Linked DNA regions of Gossypium hirsutum: region 2 is linked to region 1. A link is a contact called in public Hi-C data. All regions are on one chromosome and are shown on one strand. The core of a region is the stretch at or near the end of the contact, and the rest is flanking DNA. Distances in the headings are between cores, read along the strand shown. Region 1 holds the start of LOC107954198 (cytochrome P450 86A1). Region 2 holds the start of LOC107954193 (anthranilate synthase alpha subunit 2, chloroplastic).

Region 1 (4,423 bases), core at 1,764-4,263:
ATAGACAAGAAATAAATTGGCCAAAATGAAAAAACGCAATTAAAGTAGAATTAAATTTGGAAAATTTTTGGATCAGTCATCCAAATATGTAAATGTATAAAGTTAGTAAGGGTACAAATGAAGTAGTTTTGGAAAACAAAATAAGAAATATGAAGTTTTTTACTAAGTGCTAACATTGATTATGAAAAGATATTCATTTTATGGTGGATGCAATAATGTTGAGATATTTTATTAGTCTAATGGTTATTGTTACGACCTTTTATATGATAGAAAGATAGAATGAGAACAAAATTAATTTTAAAGAGCAAAAAAGAAAAGAAATCAATGTTTCTTTCTCCTCAAGTTTCCACTCTCTTGAAACTACTCTCTCAATGGGAGTCAAATTAAAAGCTTTATGGAAATAAAAATCCCAGCTTTCTCAATGTAGATCAACTGTCTCTAACCACTTCTCTTTCTGTTTTACTTTGGAAAATAGGGTCACCAAGAAAAGTAAAGTGTAAACTATTGGTTTCGTGGAAAAACAAGAGCTTAGTTTTTTTGTTTTTTATTATTATTATTAAATTTGGTAGGAGTTAGCTTTTGGATATGAATAATATATTTGATATAATTCTTTTTATAAGATTATGCCTTAAACACGTATTAAACATGAATATTTCAGAATAATAACTCAACTTTTTAATATAATATATTAATTCTCGTGTTAATTTATTTTTTAAACGTGGAGTAAGTATTTTAAATATATCATTTAAAATTAAATCCACCAAAAACTTTTTAAATTAAAACAAATAACTACTTAAATAATTTTATTTTTAAGTTTTTTTAATTTCTCAAATTTAATCTTAAATTTATTCATGACTCAACTTATAGACTAACTAATTTACATGTATAAATTTTCACTAAATTGGATTACCATAACCATTTATTTAAGGCGCCTAAATAATTTGATATCTTATGCAAATAAATAAATATATATTTATTGGTCGATTGAGTCTTAGCTCTATTAGCATGTGTATTGTTATAAATATAGAAGGATGTGAGTTCAAGTGCGCTCAAGCACATTATCCTCTTATTTATGAGTTGAGGAGGAACTATAGATAGTTTTAGCATCATGTTAAAAAGAATAGATATGATAAAAAAACGACATAAAATGCTAAAAAAATATACAATCATAATAAAATTATAAAATAAATTATTAATATGTAAAAGTCTATAAATAAAAAGCTCACACAATTTTTTATTTTTCTTTTTCATTTTCCCTCCTTCCATTTTTCCTTCTATGTTTCTTTCCTTTCTCTCCTTCCCTTCCCTCTCACCCACCCACCCACCCAAAAAAAACAAGCTAGGCACATCTACAGTGCTTAGCTATAGTCTTGAAAATGCGATGATTAAACTTGTATAAAATGTCGAGCAAAGACGTAACTAAGGGAGGCAATCGGACAAGCAGTGGCCTTGGAACCCTTTAGTTGAGGGGTAGAATAACATTTCCAATCCATTTTAATTATGAATTACTCAAATTAAGTCTTTTTTAAGTCTTTTTTGCTTTTTCCCCCAACATTTTAAAACTTTATTTTGCCCCCTCACCTAATATCATAGTATTGGCTTTACCCCAGATGCTAAGAAAGGGGTTTAAAAGACAATGAATTTAGTGTTTGATAGCTTAAGATAAGTGATGAGTAATGGTTTTAGTTTAGAATAGGTGATACGAGTGAAGTTAATAAGGATGGACTGAGGCATGATGTAAGCAACTTGTGAGGGGAAAAATTAGTATTTTATTAAAAAAATTGTTAGAAATTATTAAAATATTATAAAAAAATTAAAATTACTTCCCTTTTATAAATATTTATAATTTTATAAAATTTTTGAAAATTTTTATATCCTTGAAAAGCAATTAAGCCCTCCTAATAAAATAATTATAAAATTCACATGAGCATTTTTTCATGTCAAATATCACATCATCATTTTTTCAAGTTAGTTGTCACGTTACATCAGTACTAGGCTTGAAAAATGGGCTTGAATAAAAAAATAAGGCCCATTTAGAAAACAGGTCGAGCCTCGAGTAAATTTTTTTCGGCCCGGGCCTGGCCCGACCCAAATTTGCAAAAAAAAATATTGTTGTTTTGTTGTCATTTCACTATTATATTGTTATTATTTTATTGTTATTGTTTGAATATTATATAACTCTTGTTTTATTATTAATTTTGCTACTACTTTAAAGGTATTTACTTGTTAAGTTTTACATATCTTAGTGTTATTTAAGTATAAAGACTTTTTTTAATTTATTGGGAAACATTTATTTTAATGTTTTTAGTGTATTTAATGTATTTTATTTTTAAATTTATTTTTATATAAAAATAATATAAAATAATTTTAATACAGGCGGACCGAGTCAGACTCGGGTTTTAACTTTTTTTATCCGGATCGGACTTAGGCAATATTTTAGGTCCATTTTTTAGGACCAAGCCTATAAAACAGACCTAAAATTTTGTTACGGCCCAACCCGACGCATGATAACCTCTAAGCAACACTTAGTGGCCCGTTAGGGGCTTTGATGAAAACCATATTACATGAACTCAACCGATCGCTAACTCTCAATTAATTGCACTTTTTAATTAAATAGTCGATTGTTAATTATTTTATAAAAAATTTTAAATTACCTAAAGCCTAATTTTATATATATATATATTTAAAGGATTATGTCTTAAAAAAGTATTCAACATGAGTAGATGATGATATAATGACATATCGGGTAAAACTTAAGAAACAAATCAAATTAATGTAAAAACAACCAATTAGTTAATTATGGCTTCGAAGCATTAGTTGTGTCACTTACCTACAAAACATACTTTGCATGGTTTTCGTGTAAATTCCCTAAAATAAATAGTTCCTATCAACCCAACAGCGACTTTGGACTAGAAATTTCCTAACTACTCTTCCTAAACCTTTCCCATTGTCATCACTTCATATTTATATATAAACATATTCATAATCATATATATAACTTCAATCCTATCAATCTCTGTCCAATTAAGCTGTCTAGTGCAAAGAATTCTAGACCATAGCATCAATTCTCTAATATAGGTCCTAGCAATGGAATTGGAAAACCCTCCATTTGGGTTCACCCTAGCAGCTGCTGCAACATTTGCTTATGCAATATGGTTCTATCTGCTAGCCAAGAGGTTAAGTGGTCCAAGGGTATGGCCTCTGGTCGGTAGCCTACCATTTCTTTTCATGAACCGGAGGAGGATGCATGATTGGATTGCTAGTAATCTTCGAGCAACGGGTGGTTCAGCCACCTATCAAACATGTACCATTGCTGTTCCATTTTTGGCTCGCAAGCAAGGGTTCTACACTGTCACTTGTCACCCCAAAAACATTGAGCACATTCTCCGGACCCGGTTCGATAATTACCCCAAAGGGCCTCATTGGCAGGCTGCATTTCATGATCTTTTGGGGCAAGGGATCTTCAACAGTGATGGAGAATCGTGGCTGATACAGAGGAAAACAGCAGCACTTGAGTTCACGACCAGGACACTCAGGCAAGCCATGGGTCGTTGGGTTAATAGGACTATCAAGAATCGTCTATGGTGTATTTTGGACAAAGCATCAAATGAGAAGAAAGCAGTGGATTTGCAAGACTTGTTGCTTCGTTTAACCTTTGACAACATTTGTGGGCTTACATTTGGCAAAGACCCACAAACACTTTCTCACGAGTTACCAGATAACCCTTTTGCTACTGCTTTCGATACAGCCACTGAAGCAACTCTTAATAGGCTTCTTTACCCTGGTTTACTATGGAGATTGAAGAAGATTTTGGGGATAGGAGCTGAGAAAAGATTAAAGAGTAGCCTCCGAATCGTTGAAAACTACATGAACGAGGCCATTGAAGCACGAAAAGAAGCTCCATTGGATGATCTACTGTCCCGTTTCATGAAGAAAAAAGATGCTGGGGGAAACCTTTTCACAAGCACCGTTCTTCAATGCATCGCTCTGAACTTCGTCCTCGCTGGTCGTGACACCTCTTCCGTAGCCCTCAGCTGGTTCTTCTGGCTCGTAATGAACCACCCAGAGATTGAGCAAAAGATCATCGATGAAATATCAAGGGTTCTCCGCAACACCCGCGGCCCAGATACCAAGAAATGGGTGGAAGAGCCACTGATGTTCGATGAAGCAGACAAGCTGATATATCTGAAAGCAGCATTAGCTGAAACACTGCGGTTATACCCCTCGGTTCCTCAGGACTTCAAGTACGTTGTCGAAGACGATGTGTTACCAGATGGCACATTGGTTCCCGCTGGCTCCACCGTCACATATTCAATATACTCAGTTGGAAGAATGAAGAGTATATGGGGAGAAGATTGCATGGAGTTTAAGCCCGAAAGATGGCTATCAGCAGAAGGTGACAAGTTCGAGGCACCAAAGGATG
Region 2 (4,325 bases), core at 498-2,997, 160 kb after region 1:
CTCAAAATCAAATTACTTCTTAATAATCACATATTTATTCAAATATAGAATTTAAACAATAAACTATGCTATTCATCAATCAATTAATGAAAAAATTCTTCAATTAGTTTTACAAAAAAAATTGAAACAAAGAAAAAAAAAAGCCAAACTAATAGCACTTTTACATCATTTTAACATGTAAATTATGTTAAAAATCAAATTTAATTATATTTTATAATAAATTGAAAATTTCATACGATTTTATTGTAACTAAAATCTATTAAAACCGTCGATTGAGTCTTAATTCGATTGGCACGGGCATTGTTGTTAATGTAGGAGGACGTGAGTTCGAATACATTAAAACACATTATCTTCTTATTTATGGTTGGGGAAGGGCTACGGTAGTTTTAGACATTGTGTTCAAAAGAACAGATATAAAATTGTCAAAATCAAAATTTATCTATATTGCGCAATATTTATCTTAAAAGATAAGATAAAAAATTTAATATAGATGTTTTTAAAACAATTTATTTTAATATTTTAAGCTAGCAAAATTTATATCAAAATTTTAAAATTTTTCTTAGTATTTTTAATGATTTATCTTTAAGGCTTTTACTGGATAAGAAAAAGTGATAATATAGTTTTTTTTAATTTTTAATTTTAAATATTTACAAATTAGATAAAAAATTTAATCTGGTTTCTTTTTGAACAATTCATTCTAATATTTTGAATAACTTGTGTTAATAGTAAAATTTAAGAGAATAACAAATTTAGTAGGATAAGATAAATTTTAAATTATTAAATTTAGATTTTTTAAAGATTTATTTTAATATTTTTAACAGTATATTTTAAACAATTAAATTTATCTCAAAACTCTAAAACATTTTCTTAATGTATCCTAATAGTAATTATTTTAAAAATCAAACAAATATATGGTAACTTAATTTTAAGATAAAATATTTATTTAAATATTAGCTTTAATTATTTTTAAATTGTAATTAACATGAGGTTATCTATTATTATTTAATGACATGTGGGTATCTTACATGTTCCAATTCGATAACGTTAATGGCTATTACAAAAGTTTTAAAAGTTGGATGGCGAAATATAATCTTGACCAAAGTTTAGAGATAGAGAGTATAGTTTACCTTTTTTTTCTTTTAATATCTCATATGGGTTAACAGGCGGAGTATAAATGATTAAAAACGAAAATTTTTAAATTTTTTTTATTTTTTAGAGTTAAAGAGTAAATTCACAGTTTTTGTAATTTTTGAGGGGCAAAGTTATTGAAAATTTCAAAATTATAACTAAAATGGCAAAACTTGTAAACATTGAAGATTAAATTTGTTGAAATTTTAACATAATTTTTAATATTTTTAAGATTCTTTTTAATTGTTAGAATTATTGTTAAGAAAAATTTTAAAAATTAAAATGATATTTTGAATCAAATTAGTGTTCTATTCATCATTTAACAAATAAAAATTTAATAGAGATGTTAATTTACTCCTTTCGAAATGTATAAAAGTTAATTTATTTATTTTTTTAGTAGAGAAATCAAAATACAATCTGTCTTTAAATAGAAGTAAGCAATTAAGTATACGTAAACTATCACGAGAACTACCACATCTATGTTAATAAAATTTTAACAACGTAAATTTTGAATAATGAGCTGAAAGAAAAAAAAAAGAATTCAGAGGAAAATGATAAAATTGATAAATATGCATATTATTAAAATGAGAGAAGGTTGGAACCCGATCCAAGCCCAATCAACATTAGGTTCCAATGACGGATCTAAATCAACAACCCGAACCGACTTTCTCTCTCCTTTCCAATGAGCGCAAAGCCCTAAGTTTTTGCCTTCATTTTCTGGAACTGATTAACTTTTGTAATTTTTGGCGCATCAGCTTCACACTTTTGAACAGGCAAAATCAATTGCTGCAATGGCCGCCATCGAAACCCTAGCCTTTACTCCCCGTCAGCTTCCGTCTAATCCCCTCCGGTTCTCTTCTACCGTTTCCGTCAACCTCAACCCCAGATTCTCCGGTTTCCGTTCAAAGTCCATTTCTCTTATTGGCTCCACTTCCCGCGTCCGTACGCTCAGATGCACTTCGCTTTCATCATCTCCTTCTATAGGTACTATTACTTTCCCTTCAATCTCAATCTCAATCTCAATAAAATAAAATAAATTATTTTTGAATGATTCTGTTTTGTTCGCGGGAGCATGCAGTTGACAAAGATGTGATTTTCCTTTCAATTTAGATTAAAATTACTAATTTCAAACCCCCCCCGAATAGTTCAATTTATTGCCTCTTTACCTTCTTCAGTGAAAGTAATGTATATGAACTTTTAAAGAAAAAAGTTTTTTTTTCTATGATTTGAATGTTCACCAGTTGATCAGTCAGTGAAATTTCGAGAAGCTTCGAAGAACGGGAATTTAGTTCCTCTTTACCGATGTATATTCTCGGATCACTTGACGCCGGTGATAGCATATAGATGTTTAGTCAAGGAAGATGATAGGGATGCTCCGAGCTTTTTGTTCGAGTCTGTCGAGCCTGGTTTGCTGGCTTCCAGTGTTGTAAGTTCCTTCTTCGCGCGCCTGTTATATGTTTATAGGCTACGGTTTAGTAATGTTTATGTTGATGTGTATTTGGGGCTAATCCGTGTTAGGGAAGGTATAGTGTGGTTGGAGCTCAGCCAAGCATTGAAATTGTGGCTAAAGAAAATATGGTTACAATTATGAACCATGAGGAGGGGAGTAAGATAGAGGAGATTGTGGACGATCCAATGACTGTTCCACGGAGAATTATGGAGCGATGGGAGCCCCAACGTATAGATGAGCTTCCAGAAGTATTTTGTGGTGAGTAATTTGGACTTAATAGCTTTAGCTTCAGCTGATGTTCACCATAACCCCTTTTGGTTTTTTGTGTGAAGGTCCTGTCATCAACTTTGTTTTTGGATATTTCTGATCTTGTTTTTTTTTTTTTGTTTTTCTTCTTTCTGTCTTTCCATTTCTATACGTGCTAGTCTAAAAAATCACTCTGGAGTCGTACTACTTTTTGACATTTCTGGAAATATTTAGGTGTCACATCAATTTTTGATGGATAAAATAGAAGAATGGAAGGCTTTTGTTATTGAAGACACCAACTTATGGTGTAATGATACAATGTCTTTGTTCAGGTGGCTGGGTTGGTTATTTCTCATATGACACAGTGCGGTACGTAGAGAAAAAGAAGCTTCCATTCTCTAGTGCTCCCCTCGATGACCGAAACCTTCCAGATGCTCATCTAGGCCTCTATGATGATGTCATTGTATTTGATCATGTTGAGAAGGTATTTTACATTGTCCTATAGTCTATGTATAATCTCTTTCTTGGTGTGTCTCATTTGTTTTTTCGGCAAGGGAGTATGTCTTTAAGCGGCATCTCTTATTTCCTTTAGTGTTTCTCAAATTTATGTAGTGGAATTGTGTATTACTCTATCATATGTCTTTAACTTAGGTCTGTTTCAAAGGCCATTACAATGATGCCTACATTCCTGTGATTTTCACTTCTTTTTTCCCCTTTCGGATGACATTATGCATCTTGATATGTGGTCTTGGTTTAAATTATAGTTGAACTTTATGGATGTTTTTGAGAATAATCTTGGCTTTGATTTATTAGCTTGTTGAACACAGAAAGCATTTTTGATTCACTGGGTGCGGTTAGATCAATATTCTTCAGTTGATGAGGCCTATAATGATGGCATGAAACGATTGGAAACTTTAGTATCTAGAGTACATGATATAGATCCGTGAGTGATTGTTTCTTAATGATCCCATACCTTTCTAAACATCTTTTTCTCTTTATAATTTTTTTGTTTGTCAATTTCAGCCCAAAGCTGCCTGCAGGTTCAATCAAGTTGTATACTCGTCTTTTTGGCCCAAAATTGGAGATTTCAAGCATGACAAGTGATGCATACACAGAGGCTGTGTTGCGGGCTAAAGAGCACATTCTGGCTGGTGATATTTTCCAGATTGTATTAAGTCAGCGTTTTGAACGTAGAACATTTGCTGACCCATTTGAAATATACAGAGCCCTCAGGATTGTTAATCCAAGCCCATACATGACATATTTGCAGGTTTTGCCTCCTTATCCTTGTTGGAAATGCTTTGGTTAATTTTGATATTCTAGCTTTTCAAAACATTTATCCTTTGATCAGGCTAGAGGGTGTATACTTGTTGCTTCCAGTCCGGAAATTCTTACACGTGTGAAGAAGGTAATTCTTGCAGTATTAGAATGAGTTCTTTGACGCAATAATATTTTTATGTCCAGTTCCTTTTTATCTTCTGGTTTGTTAGTGTGAGGTTTC

What was found. Hi-C and Micro-C count contacts between places; a contact is called where the count stands out from the background.
Region 2: a contact with region 1 is called in a Hi-C map of leaf, with 2.6 times the contacts expected there. The contact joins the promoter of LOC107954193 here to the promoter of LOC107954198 in region 1. A contact is called at or near these places in 8 of 34 Hi-C or Micro-C datasets (callus, hypocotyl, leaf and 1 more).

The regions. Positions count from the first base shown.
Region 1 is chrD07:14,467,241-14,471,663 of Gossypium_hirsutum_v2.1, forward strand. LOC107954198 (cytochrome P450 86A1) reads left to right here and starts at 3,014. Exons shown (of 1, transcript XM_016889687.2): 1 at 3,014-4,423. The coding sequence starts at 3,088.
Region 2 is chrD07:14,624,340-14,628,664 of Gossypium_hirsutum_v2.1, forward strand. LOC107954193 (anthranilate synthase alpha subunit 2, chloroplastic) reads left to right here and starts at 1,748. Exons shown (of 11, transcript XM_016889681.2): 1 at 1,748-2,112; 2 at 2,370-2,554; 3 at 2,647-2,836; 4 at 3,157-3,308; 5 at 3,652-3,767; 6 at 3,848-4,094; 7 at 4,176-4,232. The coding sequence starts at 1,920.